2 separate regions of the Mus musculus genome follow, and region 2 is linked to region 1. Evidence: chromatin contacts called from public HiCAR-type data. All regions are on one chromosome and are shown on one strand. The core of a region is the stretch at or near the end of the contact, and the rest is flanking DNA. Distances in the headings are between cores, read along the strand shown.

Region 1 (4,912 bases), core at 814-3,313:
GCCACCATGTGAGTGCTGGAACCTGAGTCCTTTATAAGAGCAACAAGTGCTCTTAGCAGCTGAGCCAGTTCTCCAGCCCCCCTTCTAGACTTTTTTTAATTCCTAAGTTTGTTTGTTTAAGTATCAAAGGAAATGTAATAGCAGGTGTAGTTCCTGTCCATTGCTCTTCTCTGAAACTGTAAAGTTAATTGGGCCCTTCAGTTTTATGTGTAGCTATGAGTGTGCCATTGCATTTCCATAAGCCTTTTTATGAGGCTGCAAGGAACACAAAGAGACTATAAGTATATTGTAGCAATTGGCAAAAATTCCAAAGCCAGAGGCTGAGATTGTGATTTTTGTAGAGCTCGGAGGCTTCTGTTTTTAAGGTGTAAGCATTACATTGGATTTAGACTGGCTGACACATCTAAGCTTGCAGCTCAGCAAATGTTCCGAGCAATATCTGTTTCACAGTTGATAAAGTGGTTTGCCTGAGGCTTTCGTAGTCCATTTTGGTCCTGAAAACGTTAATGATTTCTAGTTGGATTAGCTGGAGGTCTTCACAAAAACCTTCTCACTTGCTTATGGAGCCTGAGACGATGAGGTCAATGACCTGAGAAGTTTTAATTCAGAGAAGATGTCCCTGGGGTCAGAGGAGCAATTGCTCCAGGCTTCTCTGTCATGATGCGTGTCAGCTGGACCCTTGCCTTGTGTGGGGGGAAGGCCAGGCTTGTGTGTTTGCTTGTACATCATGGGTGGGTGTGCTTTCTCATGGAGGAGACTTATTTGGCTCAATTTATTTTTTATGAATGATAAATGATAGACAGAAGTAAAGCCCTTGCTTACATGTGTCTACAAAAGTCTACTCCTCTCTCATATTGTAACTAGATGCTGTGATTGTTTCACTTTTGTGTAAACGAGAAATATATTGGTGGTTTTAGTTTCCATTTGGCTAGGAAGCTTCCTAACTCATGCTGACCACAGCATATGCATACCTGTGATCTCCTGAAAGCTGAGCATCTTTTGTCGTGGAGAGGATTGTAATGCGTGCCTGTGACTCCCAGACCAGGGTGGCTAACCTAGGAGAATCAGAATTTCAGGGTCATCTTTGGCTACATCTGGGTTTGAGGCTAGCCCGGGCTAAATGAGGCCTTATCTGGGAAAAGAAAAAGAAACAAGAAGGTTGTACATTTTGTTTTCCAAACAGCTAATTATTTCTGTGCTGTGTAGAGGATTTTGGTCATAAACTGGCCTGTTCTCTTATCTGACCTGTGACCTAAGTGGTTAAGCAAGAATCAGAAACTGGATTCCTTTGCTCTTTCTAGGTGTGGATTCTTGTTTATAGGTGAAGTCTAAGATGTCCTGAGGGTTTGGCTAACACTGAATTTATCCCTTAATCATGTTTTACTTATGGATGATTAATGGCCGATTTTTGATTGGCTGATAGTAGGAGAAATAGCGATGTTGAACTCTGGGCAAAGAGGAAAGAAAATGTGGCAGTGGCATTTTTATCTTTTCTTTTTTTTCTGACAGTCTTACTCTGTAGCCCAGGCTGGCCTTAACCTCATGATGCTACTTCTTTAGCCTCCTGGAGACCAGGATTACAGGCTTATACCACTTACAAAGCTCTTTTTTTTTTTTTTTTTTTTTCTGTTGATGAGCCGTCATACCACAGGGTAGATGATTGTTAAAGCCTAGCCTAGCACTTCTCTCAAAAGTCAGTTAACTAAACCAGAGAATAAAGTCTTAGATGAGTGGCCAGGCCTCTGTTTCTAGACCAGCAGGCACCGTGGGACAGAGGACAAACTCTTCCTTGAGTGAAGCCAATCAACAGTGTGGAAAGCAATTTCACTGGGCTTTGAAAATGAGTCCACGCCCCTATTGGTACTGATCAGACCGGATGTATAGTGTCCTTCAGGGCAGTTAGCTGAGTGCTGGGCTAGCATGGCTGAGCAAATCACATTGCTCTTCCCCAGCGCCCAGTGTTAAAGCTTACTAGGTTAGCCAGCAAGGAAGGCCCTAACTGAGCTGGAAGCTCTTCCCAGCAAAGGGATTAGTGAGCGCCCAGGCCAAGCTTCTTGTAGCTGGGAGGGAATGCTGTTGCCATGAGAACAGTGGAGATTCCAGATCTGCAGCCTGTGTTCTGCTGCTCTGCTTTCCTTGGCTTTTGTTTTGAGATAGGGCCTCAGCTTGCAGCCCTGGCTGGCCTGGAACTCTTTATATAGACCAGGCTGCCCTCTAGCTCCTAGAGATCCACCTGCCTCTCCCTTCTGGATGCAAGGATGGGAGGAGCCTCCATGCCTCGATGGTCTTTTTCTGTTTTTAATCGGTGTGTGTGTGTTATGTAAGGGCTCCGATCAAGACTCAACATACCGAAGCATGCAGTCATCACAAGCTGCCTTCTTGGCACTATGATCAGTTTACCTTAAGGTTTGGGTTTTTTTGATATACATTTGATATGTATGTGATCTGATGTGTGTGTGTGTGTGTGTGTGTGAGAGAGAGAGAGAGAGCGCAGCCACAGAGATGACAGTTTGCCAGTTCTCACCTTCCACCATGTGGGTCTCAGGGCTTACAGTCAGGTCACCAGGCCTGCCTGCAGCTTCGTTACCCACTGAGCCTTCTTGCAGGCACACCACAGTCAGTTTTCAAACTTGTGTGGTAAGGCTGCGTGTGGTAGCTTCTACCAATCCCAGGTCTCTGGAGGCAGAGACAGGAGGATCACTTCCAGTTCAAGGCCAGTCAGGGTTACAGTGTGAGACCCTGCCTCACAAAACAAAAAAGCTACATGCAAACAACAACAACAAAACCCAAACCAACCAAAACAACATAAAAAAAAAAAACCCTATGTTCTTTATCGATAAAAAGTAATATACGGGGAACATCCACATGTCTACCATCCAGCCTAATTAACATGCTGCTTCAAGCAATAGAGACTTTCGGTCCTCAACTGTACATTTTGTAGAGATTATCTCATTAATCCTAAAGAGTGACCGCATTGTGATCTCATCTGCAACAACTGGCAAAGACAAGATCCAAGGCGCCTCTCCATATCCACCCTCCCCCTGCGGGAACACGCGCCTGTTCTTTATTTCATCTGTTGACTTTCCTCTCAGCATTTGTCCTCTGGATTTTTCAGGCAAATGTCGTGGTTGATTTTGAGGATCAAACTCAGGACCTCGTGCCTACAGGGTGTGTGCCCTACCAGAGCTGTGCCCCTGGCCCTAAAAGGATAGTAGCTTTACTGATCCCAAAGTCACCCTCTAATGCTATATTGTATGTGTTCGATTCTGTAGCTCTTAGTATATCCACAGAGTACAGACCACCAGCATCAGAATCAGTGTTAGCAAATCTCATCACTGTGCACACCAGCACCAACACACACACACACACACACACACACACACACGCACTCACTCACGCATACACACACAGATACTTGTTAGCTATCACCTTCTGTCTTCCCACCTCACCCCTATACCCTAGGTGGCCATTCATTAATAAACTCCTCCATAGACACTAATTCTGAATTTTTCCTATAAATGTAACCATGTGGTATATAACCTCTGGGCTCTGCCTTCTTTCCCATAGCATGTTTCCAAGGGTCACTGATACTGTAGCATGCTCCCAGGGGATTTAGAAGTGTCTCTTTGACTGTGCCTCTCTTCTGGCATTTCCTTTTATATGTTTAATAGCCATTGTGAATGGTCACATGGTCAGGGTATGTGCCATTTATTGGCTGGATCTCTTATCTTTGTCACATAATTTTTAAGTTATCTCTAATAAAGTTTATCATTAAATCTATTGATTTGTGCTTGGAAGTTAGAAGACTTCCAGGAATCAGTTCTCTTCATGTGCCATGTGGGTCCTAGAGACTGAACTCACATCATCAGGCTTGGTGGCAAGTGCCTTTCCCAGCTACTCAACATGCCCTGGTTTGTTGCTTTGTTTTGAAGGCCTAGGTCTATAGCTACCCAATTCCCTAGGTGAGGAAGTCTGTCTTCTCCTACAAGTGTATCTTGAATGTCTTTGAGAGCAGCGGAAACAGATCCCCTCTTCCGTTCCCAGGAATCCGTAGGATCCCAAATTCATGCTGCAAACTTGCATGGTCACACACACACACACACACACACACACACACACACACACAAAGAGAGAGAGAGAGAGAGAGAGAGAGAGAGAGAGAGAGAGAGAGAGAGAGAGAGAGACATCATTGAACATTTATGCCACACGTAAAGTATGATTTACCTCCAATCTTAGCTCATTCTGGCTACTAAGACTAAATGCCATAGGCTGGGTAACCACAGAAAGTTACTGCTCACAATTCTGGGCTGTCCAAGATGAAGGCACCATCAGACTCATTGTGCTGATCCTTGCTCTCTGGACCTCAGGGGTGCCCCGCTCCTGCACCCTCGTGTGGAGGAAGGGGACACAAGAGCTGTCTTCATCTTCTGCGGCACACTAATCCCACCCACAGGGGCACAGCCTTTAGGACCTGGTCGCTTTCCAAGGTCCCACCTTCCTGGGTAATAGATTCCAACCTATGAATTTTCAGGGTGGGGAGACACATATACTCAGACCATAGTACTTCCCCTTATTTAGTCTAAGTTTTGTGTTCTTTTTATTTTGTTTTATTTTTTTTTACTTATTCACTTTACATTCCACTCACTGTCCCCCTCTCAGCCACCAAGGTTTGTGTTCTTAACACTTTGATAATATATCACCCAACAGTAAACATATACTGACCTTTATTCTTTTAAAATTGTCACCACTGAGGCAGAAAAATGGCGTTGGTCTATAAGGCCCAGTCTTTTGTCTGTTCTTGAGACAACTAATTCTGTGACTTTTATTATGTTTTTTTTTTTCTGATTATTTTCAATGCATACATTTTGCACACCTATTCAAGTGGCTGATCTGGCCTTACGGAAATCCAAGT
Region 2 (5,179 bases), core at 1,974-4,473, 520 kb before region 1:
CAATCTCCAGGGAGATTTTACTCATGCTGTTCCGTTCTCATTTTACAGGATTTTCAAGAAAAGTTTTTCAGGGCTAGAGATGCAAATTGGTGGTAAGGCACTTGAATAGGATACACAAGGCCCTAATACCACAAAAACAGGCAAACATATACAAATACATGAGTTAAATAATAAAGAAAAGTAAACAAAATAAGTCTTTCCCCCCAGTTTTTTGTTTGTTTTTTTGTTTTGTTTTTGAGACAAGTTTCTCTGTGTAAACTCCTCTGTAAACCAGACTGGCCTCACACTTACAGAGATCCGCTTGCCTTTGCCTCCTGAGTGCTGGGATTAAAGGTGTAGGCTGTCACCACCTGGCTTCTGCCCCCCTCCCCCAACATTTTAACAATACGTGACTTTTTTCCCCCCTTCTAGTGTTTCTTCACAGCCATGAACTCAATTTTGCAACAGTCTCAACAGACCACTAGGTGGCAACATAAACACACCATTCTAGTTTAACCGGGATGAACCGAGGCAACAAGTATTTTCAGGACAGATAAAACACTCAAGACTGACAAAAAATTAAAAGTGAGAGGCCTTCTCTGCAGGAATAAATGCTTTGTTTCCTGTCCTATCTGGTGGCAAGTGTCACATGGCACAGACAGGCTGGCCAAACGAACAGTGAGGGCAGAACACACCGTCATTATCAAATTCAATCCGTGTACAAGGTCCCCGGGAGGTGATGTCACAGCTGTACAGGCCCCCTGTTCTGTTCGCCCTCTGCAGCGGGAGTGCTTCTGCCCGAGGTGCCCCCACAAGCAACCTGGTGACAAAACAGAAAGAACTTAGGGACTTGAATGTTGCATATTTTAAAGTCTAGCCAGAGCTGTGGGCATCATTCTCTGCCCTGCAGCCCACGAGTCCCACAGCTGCTGAGGAGTGGAAGAGAACAAAGATAGAGGCTTCCGGGGCACAGGTCTCACAGCTGAGACGGAATGACACCTGGTGTCAAACAGAGGAGAGTGAGCCTGTCCCTTACAGAACTGGCAGGTAGCTGGGCGCAATGCTGGTATCGGAAGACACTCTTCATAGAACAAGCATAGACCATGTGACTCACAGAACAGTTTTCTCTCTCAACTCTAGGTGGGAAGCAGCCATCATGTTCTATCTAGTAGGTACACATCTGTTTCCAACGCTGCCTCCCCCCCCCCCCCCCCCCCCCCAGGTACTGTACTGGCTGGTTTTGTGTGTCAACTTGACACAAGCTGGAGTTATCACAGAGAAAGGAGCTTCCCTTGAGGAAATGCCTCCATAAGATCCAGCTGTAAGGCATTTTCTCAATTAGTGATCAAGGGGGAAAGGCCCCTTGTGGGTGGTGCCATCTCTGGGCTGGTAGTCTTGGGTTCTATAAGAGAGCAGGCAGAATAAACCAGGGGAAGCAAGCCAGGAAGGAACATCCCTCCATGGCCTCTGCATCAGCTCCTGCTTCCTGACCTGCTTGAGTTCCAGTCCTGACTTCCTTGGTGATCAACAGCAGTATGGAAGTGTAAGCCGAATAAACCCTTTCCTCCCCAACTTGCTTCTTGGTCGTAATGTTTTGGGCAGGAATAGAAACCCTGACTAAGACAGGTATCCTCCAGGGAACACTTTGACTACACCTAGCTTTGCAACACTGTATCTACAGATTAAGAATCCAACTCTTGCCCATGTCACAATTAATCTCTTCCCTTTTTCTTTTTCTTCAGCTCTATTGAGGATATAGTTGACAAGGAGAATCTCCATCTATTTAAAGTGCAACACGTGATGTTCTGTCTCATGGGTACATGATACAAGCTCCCCCATATCAACCAGTCTCCCACAAAGGCTGAGAAATGAAGTGGCAGCTGTGGGTGGGACATTCCTCTTCTCTCCACCCCAGACTTTCCCCAAGGAGTGGCTCCTAATCCCAACTCATGATCGGCAGGCAGCGGAGAGCTTTCACTTCATTAGCAGAGGGGCTGGCTGGTCACGTGGTTTACAACCTCTAGGGTAAGAAACAAACAATACAAGAGACAGAAAGAAAGAACACACACCGGACCACACAGAGAAGTGGAAACCAGAGCTTTGAGGTATGGGCTGGAGATGGAAAGCCAGCTGGGAACAAACAATAAACCCTCTGAAGGGAGCAAAGTGCACTGGGAAGCCTGCAGGGTCAGGTGCAAAAGGAACAACAAAAACCAACGCTAGCTAACATCAGCAAAGTGCACTGGGAAGCCTGCAGGGTCAGGTGCAAAATGAACAACAAAAACCAACTCTAGCTAACATCCCCACTACCTCTTCCTTGCTGGGATGGATCCCAGTTAAAAAGTAAATACACTAACGGCTATGCTGCTGCAGGTGCAACAGGGGGAAGGGGATCACATCTGCCCAGGAGAAACAGGAGCATGACGATGGCTTCCATGGGGACAGTGGCTGCCCTTCCTACCAGACAGATAACCCATCTCCTCACCTGAGGCAGTTCGCACTGCCCACTTCTAGTTCCAAGTCTACATTGGAAATGATGAACCCGCACACACCAAAGCAACGGAACTGAAGTGGAGACTTAGGGAAGCAATTGCCCCCCGGGTCCCCAAATTTATCAATCAATAGGGGGTATAGAGAAGCCAGGGTGCAGGGGTCTGCATAGGCCCACCAGGTATCCAAGTAACACTGTCCCTGCAGGAGCTCACAATACCTGAGAGACGAGGTGGCCTAGAATGTGCAGAGAATGGGTTTTGATGCTTGGCAGATGTGGGATGGACCCTGTGCTGGGGTGGCTAGAGAAACAAACAATGAGCTGAACCATGAGTAAACAGAAGCTAAGGAGCCTGCACCCTCCCATTTGATAGGAAATCGAGGCCTTGACAGAGATTAATTATGAGGCCTCTGGACCTCACAGCCAGGTGCCAGGCAGGACAAAGATTACCTAGAAACAGTGTCCCTGTCCCTGCGTAATGAATGCTCCCCAAGAAACAAAACTGAACAACTAAAACGTTTAGCACAAAAGCCAGCCTATAACAATGACACACTGAAATAAAAACCACTGGCATACTGACAGATTTAAGTCTGACTCCCAGCAGGCGAAGGGAAAAAGAACCCAGGCCCAATGGTGGGTAAAGGTAACCAACTGCCAAGAGGAGACTCAAAGGGCAGCTCCGACAGCCTAGACAGCTTTCCCTCCTCTAACCACTTCCTCTTACACACACCCAAGGAGGCTGCTAAGGGTGGCAGGCTACTTCCTGTTTACCAAGCTCCTCCTACAGCCAATTACTGCTTCAACAAGTACTGCCCCAGGATGCATAAGGGACGGCCTCCCAGGTAGCTTCCATCTCCTAAAACTCCAGTGTGGCTCCACCTGATCCAGAAGTAGCTAGCTCAGAAAAGGACTGGGAGGGAGAGGGCAAGTGCTTTGTAGAGAGAGTGCTACCAGGAAATGACAGCAGAAGAGACCTAGGAGGGACAGCAGAGAACAGGCAAGACTGGCTTTGCTTCCAAGGGAGGAGCTAGAGCAGTGGGTCTCAACACTCCTAATGCCACCACCCTTTAGTACGGTTCCTCATGTTATGGTGACCCCCAACCATAACATTATCTTTGTTGCTACTTCATAACTGTAATTCTGCTACTGTTATGAAACATAATGTAAATATCTGATATTTGAACCTAGTGAAAGAAAGGGTTGTTTGACCCCTGAAGGGGTCACGACCCACAAGTTAAGAAGCACTGAGATAGCCGCCGTAGGAGACTGGAGTCTGGTGATTTGGTAAGTGGAGTTGAAGATGGACAGACAGCCTGGTGAGAAGACAGGCTCAGGGGAGAGAGGTAGGAGAGGAGGCCCGCAGAGCCTAAGGATGCAGCCATCTCTTGAGCCTTTCTGGGTCCCTACATGGGATAGGCACTTCAAAGGTTTCCAGCAACATGAACAAGCTGTGCAGAGGCTGGAGGGATGACTCAGTGGTTAGTGCACCTGCCTGTTCTTTCCCAGAGGAGCAAAGTTCGGAGTCCAGCATCATCAAGTCTAATGCCTATAACTCCAAAGCCCTTTTCTGGCTTCCGCGGGCGGGGGGGGGGGGGGGGGCGTGCACGCGGGCTCTCTCTCTCTCTCTCTCTCTCTCTCTCTCTCTCTCTCGCGCACGCACGCACACACACACACACACACACACACACACACACACGTTTAAACAATAACAGACTGTGGAGGTTACTCCATGCACAGCCACAGGTCTTCAGAGCCAAGGGCTTTCTCCAACCCTTCTCTCCTCCATCCCCGGTGGGGCACAGGCATTGGACAGAGAAGGAAGTGGCGGACTGCATAGAATAAAGGAAGGAGCCAGGTTGTCAGGCATAAAGACAATGTTAAGAGGCATACATCTATAAAGGATAATGCCAGTTGAAAGGGTGCCTACCCCAGACTCTGCCCACACGGCTTCTTAAGCATCCTGTTTCCATTTCAGATACCTTCTGGGAGGGAGGGAAGAGGATCCACACCGGCTGCAGGAGTGGGTGGCTACAAAAGGGAATGGCCTGCCAGCAGAGGGCGCCTGTTGCACCACTCTGCATTTCAAGGCTATACTGCGAGCTAATCCAATACAACGGCAGGTCCCAGAAACAGATGAATAAAGTCACCCCAACACTCAGCAACCATTGGGGACCCATTTCTCACAGTTACCCTGGTTCAGAGATTAGCAAAAAGGCTCTTAATCTCACTTGGAATCAGCTTTATATACAGTCACAGTCCATTAGTTCAAGCTATGTCTGTGAAGAACAAATAAATGAGCAAAACTAGACCAGTATGCAAACAAGGACACCGGGGACAACCGTCTACTTCTAATCTAAGTCATTTTAGGTCATGGTGTAGGTTAAATGCTAGGCACACATTGATTCTTGAGCTGCCAGGTGCTTGTAGGTTCTGGAAGAATAGCCCATTTCAACCAACCCCTCAAAACGCGTGCCAAAATCTGGCTTTTGTATAAATCCAAAGCTTCCTCCCGGTTCCTCACAGGAAGGGCTGGGCGCCTGGCTGCCCAGACGGGTTTAGTAAGGGAACCAGGTGCTCTGTGTGCATTACTGCTCTGTGGGCACCAAGTCAACTCCAAGGACCAGGGCTGCAGGTATGCCACTGTCTCTCTGCTGCTGCCATACTCTCAAGACTCTGTCTCTCTGTCTCTGTGTGTATGTCCCTCTCTCT

Evidence for each region. HiCAR-type assays count read pairs that join an accessible place to other places.
Region 2: a HiCAR-type map of astrocytes shows a contact between it and region 1, with 4 times the contacts expected there. The contact joins two enhancer-like sites. A contact is called at or near these places in 1 of 15 datasets of contacts at CTCF or cohesin (large pre-B cells), 3 of 484 Hi-C or Micro-C datasets (bone marrow-derived macrophages, cortical neurons and embryonic fibroblasts), 4 of 115 datasets of contacts at active chromatin or transcription factors (T-cell acute lymphoblastic leukemia, astrocytes, embryonic basal ganglia and 1 more) and 1 of 9 other capture datasets (adipose tissue).

The regions. Positions count from the first base shown.
Region 1 is chr2:71,287,427-71,292,338 of GRCm38.p6, reverse strand. The region is part of intron 13 of Slc25a12 (solute carrier family 25 (mitochondrial carrier, Aralar), member 12); the gene reads left to right. Among named protein-coding and RNA genes, the nearest start is that of Slc25a12, 78 kb to the left of the region's middle. Within about 2 kb of position 2,063, at least 58 of the 459 cell types and tissues checked have an H3K27ac peak or open chromatin away from gene starts, as enhancers often do. A contact at or near this core is called in astrocytes and embryonic stem cells, where this site is marked.
Region 2 is chr2:71,812,250-71,817,428 of GRCm38.p6, reverse strand. It overlaps Itga6 (integrin alpha 6), which reads right to left. Exons shown (of 26, transcript NM_008397.4): 2 at 675-799. Among named protein-coding and RNA genes, the nearest start is that of Itga6, 28 kb to the right of the region's middle. Within about 2 kb of position 3,223, at least 203 of the 459 cell types and tissues checked have an H3K27ac peak or open chromatin away from gene starts, as enhancers often do. A contact at or near this core is called in astrocytes and embryonic stem cells, where this site is marked.